Linked DNA regions of Bos taurus: region 2 is linked to region 1. A link is a contact called in public Hi-C data. All regions are on one chromosome and are shown on one strand. The core of a region is the stretch at or near the end of the contact, and the rest is flanking DNA. Distances in the headings are between cores, read along the strand shown.

Evidence for each region. Hi-C and Micro-C count contacts between places; a contact is called where the count stands out from the background.
Region 2: a Hi-C map of skeletal muscle shows a contact between it and region 1, with 5 times the contacts expected there. The contact joins two enhancer-like sites. A contact is called at or near these places in 2 of 11 Hi-C or Micro-C datasets (liver and skeletal muscle).

Annotation. Positions count from the first base shown.
Region 1 is chr4:51,610,312-51,615,400 of ARS-UCD2.0, forward strand. No RefSeq gene overlaps it. Among named protein-coding and RNA genes, the nearest start is that of CAPZA2, 66 kb to the left of the region's middle. Within about 2 kb of position 2,225, at least 2 of the 102 cell types and tissues checked have an H3K27ac peak or open chromatin away from gene starts, as enhancers often do. A contact at or near this core is called in skeletal muscle, where this site is marked.
Region 2 is chr4:51,844,278-51,849,758 of ARS-UCD2.0, forward strand. No RefSeq gene overlaps it. Among named protein-coding and RNA genes, the nearest start is that of CAV1, 54 kb to the right of the region's middle. Within about 2 kb of position 3,839, at least 12 of the 102 cell types and tissues checked have an H3K27ac peak or open chromatin away from gene starts, as enhancers often do. A contact at or near this core is called in skeletal muscle, where this site is marked.

The DNA.
Region 1 (5,089 bases), core at 975-3,474:
CTGAACTGAACTGATCATCTTTCTCTCTACTTTGGGATTAATGCCCTGTGGGGGCAACAGTCCTGTCTAGTATATTTGTTGCTGTATTTTCCCTTCTTATAACAGTGTGTGTTATGTAGAAGGCTCTTAGTAACATTTTAACATGGAATAAATGGACAATCATATTTATTTATAGGCAAATAGTGAGTAGATGGCAGAGATGGGACAAAAACCTGACCCTTTCTTGCTTTAAACACTTATTCATTCATTATAAGATCTCCCTAAGTAGGACTTAAAGAGTTCTTCTCTGAGCAAGACAATTTTATTAAAGCAAGGACTATTTTAACTAAATATACCGAAGAAATGCAGTAATAGTTTGGTTGACTTGTGTTCCCTCTAAATGAGTCTACCTAAATTCCACTGGTGCTTTAATCACACATATTTTATTTGAATTATTTAAATAATTGCCTCATCTCTCACTTTTTTTGGCTATCATTTATTATTCTTTCTATGTATGAAGAACCATTTCCTTTTAAAAATAATGTTGTCCATACCCTTGTGAACTGGTTAATTTTCTTTCCAACATTTTCTTTTGGGCTGTGTAGATATGACCAAACAGTCACCACAATAATGCTGTTGTTTCAAAGGGTAAAGACTTTTTTCTTATAAAAAATTGAATGTGAAAAAAAAATCCACCTCATATAGTGTGAGAATGCCTGTTTTTCTTGGTCATATTTCATTTCCTTAGCAAGACTATTTTCTTCTGCTTTCCATTGTCAGCAGACAAAAAAGATACAATTAAATCAAGGAAACCTGGCAGAGCCGATTTTGGAAAATAAAGTGAATTCAGTTTCTGACTTGAACAAAGAGTAATTTATTATGTTGGAAAAATACTGCTGTGATGAGATTCAAACTCACTGTGTCTGTTAGCTCAGGACACCACTTTAGATCTGCATTTGTATTATCTTTGAGAAGGGGCAGTGATTTCACCCCTAAACTTTAAACACTGAATAGGACGCGGAGTTGTTTAAGGGTCAGCAAGCAATTAGCACCCAGAACTTCTGTCTGGAGGCTGGGGCCAGATTTGCAGACTTTTCCAGTCTTGAGCACTTTGATTCTAAGTATAGATGTCTGCAAACAACCCCAGACATTCCGTTGGAGCAAATGAAGAACTAGAGTAGGTTAGAGAGAATTTTACGAATCAGATGAATTCCAAGATATATTTAAAATTAAAAATATATTTTGATGTGTCTAACAACCATAATAATACCTTATAAAACATATTAAGTCATTTAATATTTATATAAAAACATTATTTAATATTTACAACCAGCATTGTGAGGTATAATTATTCTCATTCTTTATAGACAGGAAAAGTACAACTTGAAAAATTAAGCGACATTGAGAGTCACACAGGTAGTAAAGTCAGCCAGGACTAGGTTAGGACCCTGTTCTGGTATTACTAAAAAGATGAAGAAAACCAGTGTCAGTTTTCATGAATTTTTCCTTCACATATTTCTGCTGCTGCTGCTGCTAAGTCGCTTCAGTCGTGTCTGACTCTGTGCGACCCCATAGACGGCAGCCCACCAGGCCCCGCCGTCCCTGGGATTCTCCAGGCAAGAACACTGGAGTGGGTTGCCATTTCCTTCTCCAATGCATGAAAGTGAAAAGTGAAAGTGAAGTCGCTCAGTCGTGTCCAACTCTTAGCGACTCCATGGACTGCAGCCCACCATGCTTCTCCATCCATGGGATTTTCCAGGCAAGAGTACTGGAGTGGGTTGCCATTGCCTTCTCCGCACATATTTCTAGATTGTGCTAAACTTTTTACCTGTTTGGTAGTAATTTTATCCTAGCATTTTCCACATAGAATGTTTTTGTGGGACAGGTAGGTAATTAACAGTTAATTATAGTAAAAATCAAGGTCCCCAGAAATATTACTGCCACTTATTATTGAGAGTTTTATATGCATCATTTCATTTAATCCTCACACAGTCTTATAAGAAAGCCACTATTCATATTTTCATTTTACAAATGTGTAAAATGAGGCTTAGGAGAGTTAAACAACTAGTCCAAAATCTCACCACTGTTAAGTGGTAGAAATGATTAAAACCTAGAGTATCTGATTCCAAAGTGTGTCCATCCAAGCTTTATACCATAGTACTTCTATGCAGAATAAGATGGGGGAGGCTGTGCCTGCCAGGTCACTGGACCCTGAATTATGACTGGATTAAGTCAGTAATATGATGTCAGCTGATTCAGGTTTCCACATGTGGCTCCTTATGTAATGGACAAAATTAGGTTTGGTAAGCTTATGCCAAAAGGACAGTTGCAGTGAAGTAAAGTAACTTGCTACAGTAAACAACCCATCTCTGTGGTGTATGTTTACCACACGTAAACAGAGGTCGAGTCAGTTAAAAGTTGTGCCCTGAAATTCTGAAATAATCCCCCGCAGAATGCTTCTTATCAGGAATGGGTGGTTTGGTTTTTTTTTTAGTTTTGGGGGATATTTGTTTTTATTACCTAAGTTTAAAACTCTTTTAATTTCCAAGCAATTTAGTTTGGAATACTGGGAGAACTAGAATTTTAGAAAAATACAGTATTTTGTTGATCTTTTTAGTGCATTGATTCTGCTTTGTTAAATGGAAATAAGTAAATTTGTTCTTTAGATTTTTTTTATTATGAGAAAATCATTTAAATCTCTTCTCTATTTAAATAAAAATTGAGAAAACATTTAAAGAATATCAGTTTGAAGGGACACCAAATTAGAAGCCAGCTACGGAGTAGGGGGAAGGTGTCCCCAAGAGCACAGTGTAGGCCCTCTTTGCATCAGAAAGAGGATACAGTTAGTAGAACTTCAGTCACAGAGGTTGAGAGACAGCCACCTTGACTGAGGAGATTATGCTGAGTAGTAGTTTGGTCAATAAGTGTTAGTTGCTCAGTCATCAGTCGTGTCTGACTCTTTGCGACCCCATAGACTGTAGCCCACCAGGCTCCTCTGTCCATGGGGATCCTCCAGGCAAGAAAACTGGAGTGGGTTGCTGTGTCCTCCTTCAGGGGATCTTCCTGACCCAAGACTGAACCCGGGTCTCCTACATTGCAGGCAGATTCTTCACTATCTGAGTCAGCAGGCAAGCCCCAATAAGATGGGGACTTCTGAATGATGTTCTGAAGTGTTTGGCTTAGTTGAGAACTAATGCAGGGTGGAAATTTCTGGAAGAATATACAAGAAAGTGTTAATATTGATTACTCTTAGGGAGTGAGAATGGAGAATTGGGAAGGTGGTCAGAGGATATTTCCTGTACTGTGTATTTTTTAGTCTAAGTAAAATATTTTTCCACGAGAATATATTTTGTAATTAAAAACAAAACAAAACAACAAAAAATATTAATGCAGAGACCATCTAGGAATGGGCAGAGGTTTTCAAGCAGGAAGATGACCAAGTCAGATATATAATTTTGGCAGATGGTTTTAGACTAGTGGCTCAGACAGTAAAGCATCTGCCTACAATGTGAGAGACCTGGGTTCGATCCCTGGGTTGGGAAGATCCCCTGGAGAAGGAAATGGCAATCCACTCCAGTACTCTTGCTTGGAAAATCCCATGGATGGAGGAGCCTGGTAGGCTACAGTCCACAGGGTTGCAAAGAGTCAGACACGACTGAGAGACTTCACTTTCTTTCACTTTCATACGAGCCAATATAGAGACAGCAGAATCAGGAGGTCAGTTGTTAGAACAATCTTGGAATCAGATATTCAGTAATAACTCCTAAGCCAACTATACTTTGGAAGCAATATTCTAAAGCCCACATGGAGCATCCATTTTCTTCACATCAGAATACTTAAAATGGTTCAAAGTAATCATAATTTAAAGTTTGATATGTCTGCACTAGAGGGAGTTACATTTTTATTAACAGCTTAAATCTCTGTCAGTATAACAATCCTTAAGTAAACATATCCTCAGAGTAAAAGTAGGAGATAGATGTATGAAAGAAAAAAAAAACAAAGGATACATTACAAATGAATAGAAAAAATGAGTAAGAGCAGCACATGACACATTAACTTTTTTTTCCCCTGTGTATCAGGCAGGCTCGATGGTGGCAGCTCTGGTTTTTTACTTTCTGTCATTATAAGCATCCGTTTACTAAACTAACAGCATTTCATTAAGCAAGACTAATTCCTGAGAGCATTACCTTAGCCCATTAGCTTCCAGACAGTCATTAATTCCTCTGACATGTCTTGGGATGAGATCATTATTATTATCATTATTGTTTTTATCAATTAAGTTCATTTGCAGAAAAAAGTATCTATGTAGTTTCAACAGTGGGTATTTTCCTTCTGAAACATGTTTTTAAAAAAAAATATTTTATTTTTTAAAATTAATATTGGAGGCTAATTACAATATTGTAGTGGTTTTTGCCATACATCGACATGAATCAGCCATGGGTGTACATGTGTTCCTGATCCTGAACCCCCCTGCCACCTCCCTCCCCATCCCATCCCTCAGGGTCATCCCAGTGCACCCACTCTGAGGACCCTGTCTCATGCATCGAACCTGGACTGGCAATCTGTTTCACATGTGGTAATATGAATGTTTCAAAGCTATTCTCTCAAATCATCCCACCCTCGCCTTCTCCCACAGAATCCAAAAGTCTGTTCTTTATATTTGTGTCTCTTTTGCTGTCTTGCATATAGGGTCATCGTTACCATCTTTCTAAATTCCACATATATGTGTTAATATACTGTATTGGTGTTTTTCTTTCTGACTTACTTCACTCTGTATAATAGGATCCAGTTTCATCTACATCATTAGAACTGATTCAAATGCATTCTTTTTAATAGCTGAGTAATATTCCATTGTATATATGCTGAAACATGTTTTTATAGTATCTTTTTGATAGTGATTTTTTGCTTTACCCATGTATTTCCATAGATCTTTTGGCTACCATTGAAGCTAGTTCAAAATTCTTATGTTTAATTCTCATAGTCTAACAAAAAATCAGAAACAGCTTTTCAAAAGTATCCCAACAAGATATTTTGGTTCCTCTGTAATTTTTCTTTATTGGTAACTTCTGAAAGAATCTCTAAAGGTGATCATGTGCCTGATATTAGAAGT
Region 2 (5,481 bases), core at 2,589-5,088, 240 kb after region 1:
GTGCCCTGATGTAGAAGAGTAGTAGAAAATCAGGGATGGTGAGAAAAGATGTATCAGGTGTAAGTCTTCACACATGATGTTTGCTTGACTTCTAATGCTCTTCTCCCCTCTACTTTTCACTGGATGTTATCTTGTCAGTCTTCATGTCTCAGCCTTACAGTCAGTATTTCTTCAGTAAATGAATGAATGGATGAGCATGCAGAAAAAATTAACATTCCAGTCCCAAGAGTTTGAAAATACAGCAGAGGGAGCAACTACAGCCTTGGTAACAGTAACAGGGCGGAGCTGTTCCATGGGAAGGGTAGCAAGCTCTTGTCACCCTGAGAAAAGCCACAGAGATTCTTAAGGAGATGTGGAGGTCAGGTTGAGAGCTTAAGAAGAGATCAAAGGAATTCCATGTGTCGGTTTTTATCCAAAAAAATTGAAAGCAGGGTTTCGAAGAGATATTTTTACACTCATGTTCATAGTAGCATTTTTCACAATGGACAAAAGATGGAAGTGATCCAAATGTCCATTGACACATGAATGGATAAACAACATCTGGTATGTGCCATAGAATATTATTCAGCCTTAAAAAGGAAGTAAATTCTGACACATACCATAACATGGATGAAACTTGAGGACATTATACTAAGTGAAATAAGCCAGTCACAAAAAGACAAATACTGTTTGATTCCATTGAAATGAAGTATCTAGAGTAGTCAAGCTCATAGAAACAGAAAGTAAAACGGGTGATTGTGAGGGGCTGGGGAAGGGGGAAATGAGGAATTGTTGCTTAATGGGTACCTAATTCCAGTTTTTAGGGTGACAGAAAGATTGGAAGCAGGGCAATGTGAATATGCTTAATGTTATTGAACTGTACACTTAAAACTGGTGAAGAAAGTAATTTTTATGTGTATTTTATCATAATTTTAAAAGTGTTAAAAAGAAAAAAAAGAGGATGGTGCAGGGTAGATTGCTTCACCCAGCATCTGCATCTTTGTTTTGCTTGGGGCTGAGATAGTTCAGCCTTGTTGAAATAATTGAGATTTAAGCATTTATAGCACAATACTCATGCCACCTATGCTCTAGTTGGGCCTTGACCTTATGACATTGCCTTCTTGAATTTCAGTTTTTTAACTAGGTTCTTGCTTTCCTTAAAAAGCATAGGCCTAATGTCTCTAGGGCTGGGGTTTGCTTTATTCTTTCCATCCCTTCTCTTCTTAAACCTAATTTTTGTCCAGAAGTGGAGCCTGACCTTGAGATCCTGACTTCCTGCCAATTGACTTCCTTAAAAATAACTCTTGCCTGCATTGATTTCCCAGATGCTCCAGCTAGTGTGACCAACCACCCAGGGTAGCCCAGACTGTCTCTGTCTTAGCAGTGCAACCCCCATATCCTGGGAAACTCCTTGGTTCTGAGCAATCCTGCATGTAACTATCTTCAGTCTGTTGGTGTGTTCTTTGGCATTGGGCCTTCCAGTGCCGTCTAATAGCCCTTAGTGGAGGCAAGTGTGAGCCTGGCCAGAGTGCCAACTGCACAACCTAGAGTGAGAGGCAGTGCAAGAGCCATGCCTAAAGCGACTTGATACAGAAGAACACAAAAGATGAGGAAAAGCTTAAGTGTTTGAAAGGTGCGTGCTTGTGCTAAGTCGCTTCAGCCGTGTCTGACTCTTTGAGATCCCATGGACTGTAGCCCTCCAGGCTCCTCTGTCCATGGGAATTCTCCAAGCAAGACTGCTGGAGTGGGTTTCCATGCCCTCCTCCAGGAAATCTTCCCAACCCAGGGATCGAACCATAAACTCTTATGTCTCTTCTGTATTGGCAGGTGGGTTCTTTATCACTAGTGCCATTTGGAAAGTACAAATGGAAAGTTCAAAACTGAGAACTCAAGAAGAAGATAATTGGTGCTAAGAGATAATGTTTAAGAACTGTGTTGAGATTTTGGTATTAATTAACTCATTGAATCCTTATAGCCTTATAATATATATACGGTATAGGTCCTGATCTCTTTCATAATTCCTATTTTATAAAAATTATTCTGACTAAAAAAGAAAAAGGCCCTCCTCTTTTCTCATTCAACTCCATGCTTTTTGCCTTATGAGAAGAGACAGAACCAAAACCTAGATTTTGAGATTTTATTTGGGATGGTAAGAGTTTACCCCTTCCTTGGGGAAAATGTATTAGTCATACTTGCTTAAATGAATTATTTATAAGCCTGCATTTTGTTATCAGGTAGGTAATTATTTTTGTTATTTTGCTAAAGAACCTCAATCAGGTACTATGAAATTAGAAATGACCAGACTTGGGTGGACCACTCAACCATTCATTAATATTTTTTTTAATACAAGAACTAATTAAGTCTCCCATGTGCTGCATGCCACAAATATTCCTTGCACAGCTCTGGTGTCAGTCCTTCCTGGAAACCAAATCTTATATTATGGCCCTGGAACTTGGTCTAAGCCAGGTCTTACAAAGGCCCAACCTCATAGAAGTTAGTTGGCTTAAAGTCCAATTCCTGCTGATGGATGCAGGAGTTGCCAGAGATTTCATTCTCTTTTCAGGTTCAGACTTAAAAGAATATATAGTTATTTCAGATTTCCAGTAACTTTCTGTTTCCTACAAAGTTAGAGTTTGAGTGATAATATTGTGGTGCTGATAGAAAAACAAGGATAGATTCACTTTCTCTCGCTTGGCTTTCTTGACCAGGACACAGTTTTTGAAACAACTAACTGGGGTGGGGATGGGGGAACATACCCGGCCATAGGACCGAGGGTGAAGCCCTAGGTAGTATTTGTGAGTCTGGCCTCATCAATGGTGGCTCTGAGCATTAAGTCAGAGATTAGTAAACTATGAAAGTGAAAGTGAAGTCACTCAGTTGTGTCCGACTCTTTGCAACCCCATGGACTGTAGACTATCAGGCTCCTATGTCCATGGGATTTTCCAGGCAAGAATGCTGGAGTGGATTGCCATTTCCTTCTGCAGGGGATCTTCCCAACCCAGGCATTGAACCCGGGTCTCCCTCATTGCAGGCAGACGCTTTACCGTCTAAGCCACCAGGGAAGCCATAACAGACTATGGCCACAGGCTAAATTCAGCCTGCTGCCTACTTTTTCCCAATAAAATAGTGTGTTATTGGAACACAGCCAGTGTGTGGAATGGCAAAGTTAACTAGTTGTGACAAAGACCGTATGTCCTGCAAAGCCTAAAAATAATTACTATCTGGTCCAGAAAAAGTTTGCCAACCTCTGCAGTAAGTTGCATAGATTTAGAAGAGATTTGATTGAAAAATATTCAGTTTGTCTCTAACCTTTTTGGGGGGTCAAGATGAAACCAAACAGGCCACCACTTGGCTTGAATGTGGCACCTCTCACATTTGGAATCAGCCTCTCAAAGACTATTGGCAGTGAGACACGGTGCTAGTCTGTGGTTGGTGCTAACAGTTTTTTTGTTTTGCAAACACTCATTATAAAAATAGTCTTATGTTTTTCAGACATCATTGGAAATTATAAACTAGTGTTTGGTGCAGTTTGAATTTGTGCTCTTAATGATAAAAGAGCTTGCTAGAGGCCTCTTGGAAAACTTCTAGGACCATCATGTTTTTGTTTTTTTTTTTTTAATTCAGCCTACAGGGAATGCTCAACTGTTTTTTTAATTATTATTTTTTTGAATTTTCTTGTCCCCTTGGGTCTTATTGTTCTCATATATTTTTTAGAACTAGTGAGTCAGAGCCTTGTTACAATGAGAAAAATGATTGGTCTCTGGCCTTTGCTAGCGTGAGAGATGGTGTTGAGGTGCAAAGATGTCACTGGATAAACTAAATATAGGCTAAGCAAGGCACTCCCAGCTTAGCTGTTTCTCTGCAAACGGAGGCCTGCTACATGTCATGAGCCTCCTCCCCCATTCTTTGCCCTGTGCTTTTTACACTGCTCTGAGCAGTCTTTCTTCTCAGGGTAGGGCTGAAGCAACGTTCCTAAATTCTCTGAGGACACACAAAACTGCGGGAACTTCATGAACTCTTTTCTGGAGGAAACAAGCTGGTCCTGGTGACCAGACCCAGAGTCCAGAGCCTCAGGAACCCTGTTAGAACATGTTTCCTTCCCAATTCTTAAACTAACTTGCTTGTACATCTTGGTGGCAGCACTTAGCTGCTAAGTGTGATGACACTATAGGGTAGAACTTTCAATTTTCTTCTTTGTATAAGTGAATCAGACTATGTAGTTTAGAGATTAAACAATGAGAATATGCATTTCTAATGACATGAAGATACTAATGGGATAAAGTCACGTGGGAGAGGGATTGGTGCTATATTTAGACCAAAAAGGGATTTTCCAGATGATTTAAAACTATTTGAGGCTGGTAGGCTTAAAGTCTTCTCATTAGTCTAAGACAGAAGGTAGAATCCTGATTTCCTGACCCTTATTGTAAATTGATTCCCCACATCTCACAGCACAGAACCTAGACCCCATCCTGGAGGTGGGGAGATGCCCTAGCAGGCGAGAACATGAATCCTTGCTTTGCTTCTGACTCACTGCATGGCCATGGAAAATTCTTGTCACAAAACATGCAAAAATGAAAGATTTTCCCTTGAGAAACATGTCCAAGACAGTGTCTCCTAGCCATCTTTTCACCCTGTATGTCTAAAACTACCTCCTTGGGCAGTGAAGAATCCTGGAACAACTGTGAGGGAGAGGGGAGCAGGCAGCCAACAGCTGGAGTGACCAATCTTGCTGCGAGCCTAGCCTCTGTCATGGGTGGCTGTGTTGTTTAATCTAAGTGCAGCTGCTGTAACAGATAAACCCTGAAATTTTGGTAACTCAGATTTTACTCATGTAAGAGCCCACTAGTGCTGGAGAGTGGAATGGGGTAGGGGATGGTGCTTTCCTCTGCACAGTCTTTGGAGGACCCAGGCTAAGAGATACTCTTGTTTCAACATGTGGTTTTCATAGATGCCCTTAGTCTACAGACATCCAGCTAAAAAATGGAGGAACATGTGAGAGTTTTTATAGCTCAGACCAGGAAATAGAGCACATAATTTCTTCCCACATTTCAGTGCCAGATCTGAGTCACATGGCCACTGCAAGAAAGGTTGGGAAATTTGGTCTTGCTGTGGGTTCAGGAGGAAAGGTAAGAGAGTCTCCTGCACAAACTAGTCCAGACTCACATACACCACTTGATGGAGAGGAGTCTCTGATGCTCTATCAGATTCGATAGAATTAACCCTGCAGCTGACTAGGGCAAAGGTGTTGAGTTTCTTCAGTTAGCTGGAGTTGAAGAATATAAAGTTTCTCTCTGAATCTAGTTGACATTGTGGTTAAGTCTCCAAGGTTTATTTTGCTACAGATCTAAACCCATCTTGGTTTCCATTTATTTACCTGGCCAGACAACTTGGCAGAACCACCTTGTGAATCTGTAGCTGAATGATTGATGAGAAAGTATGAAATTACCAGTCACCCGGGTAGCCCTGAGGAATTATTCCACACCTGTGAGTAATACCCCCTGC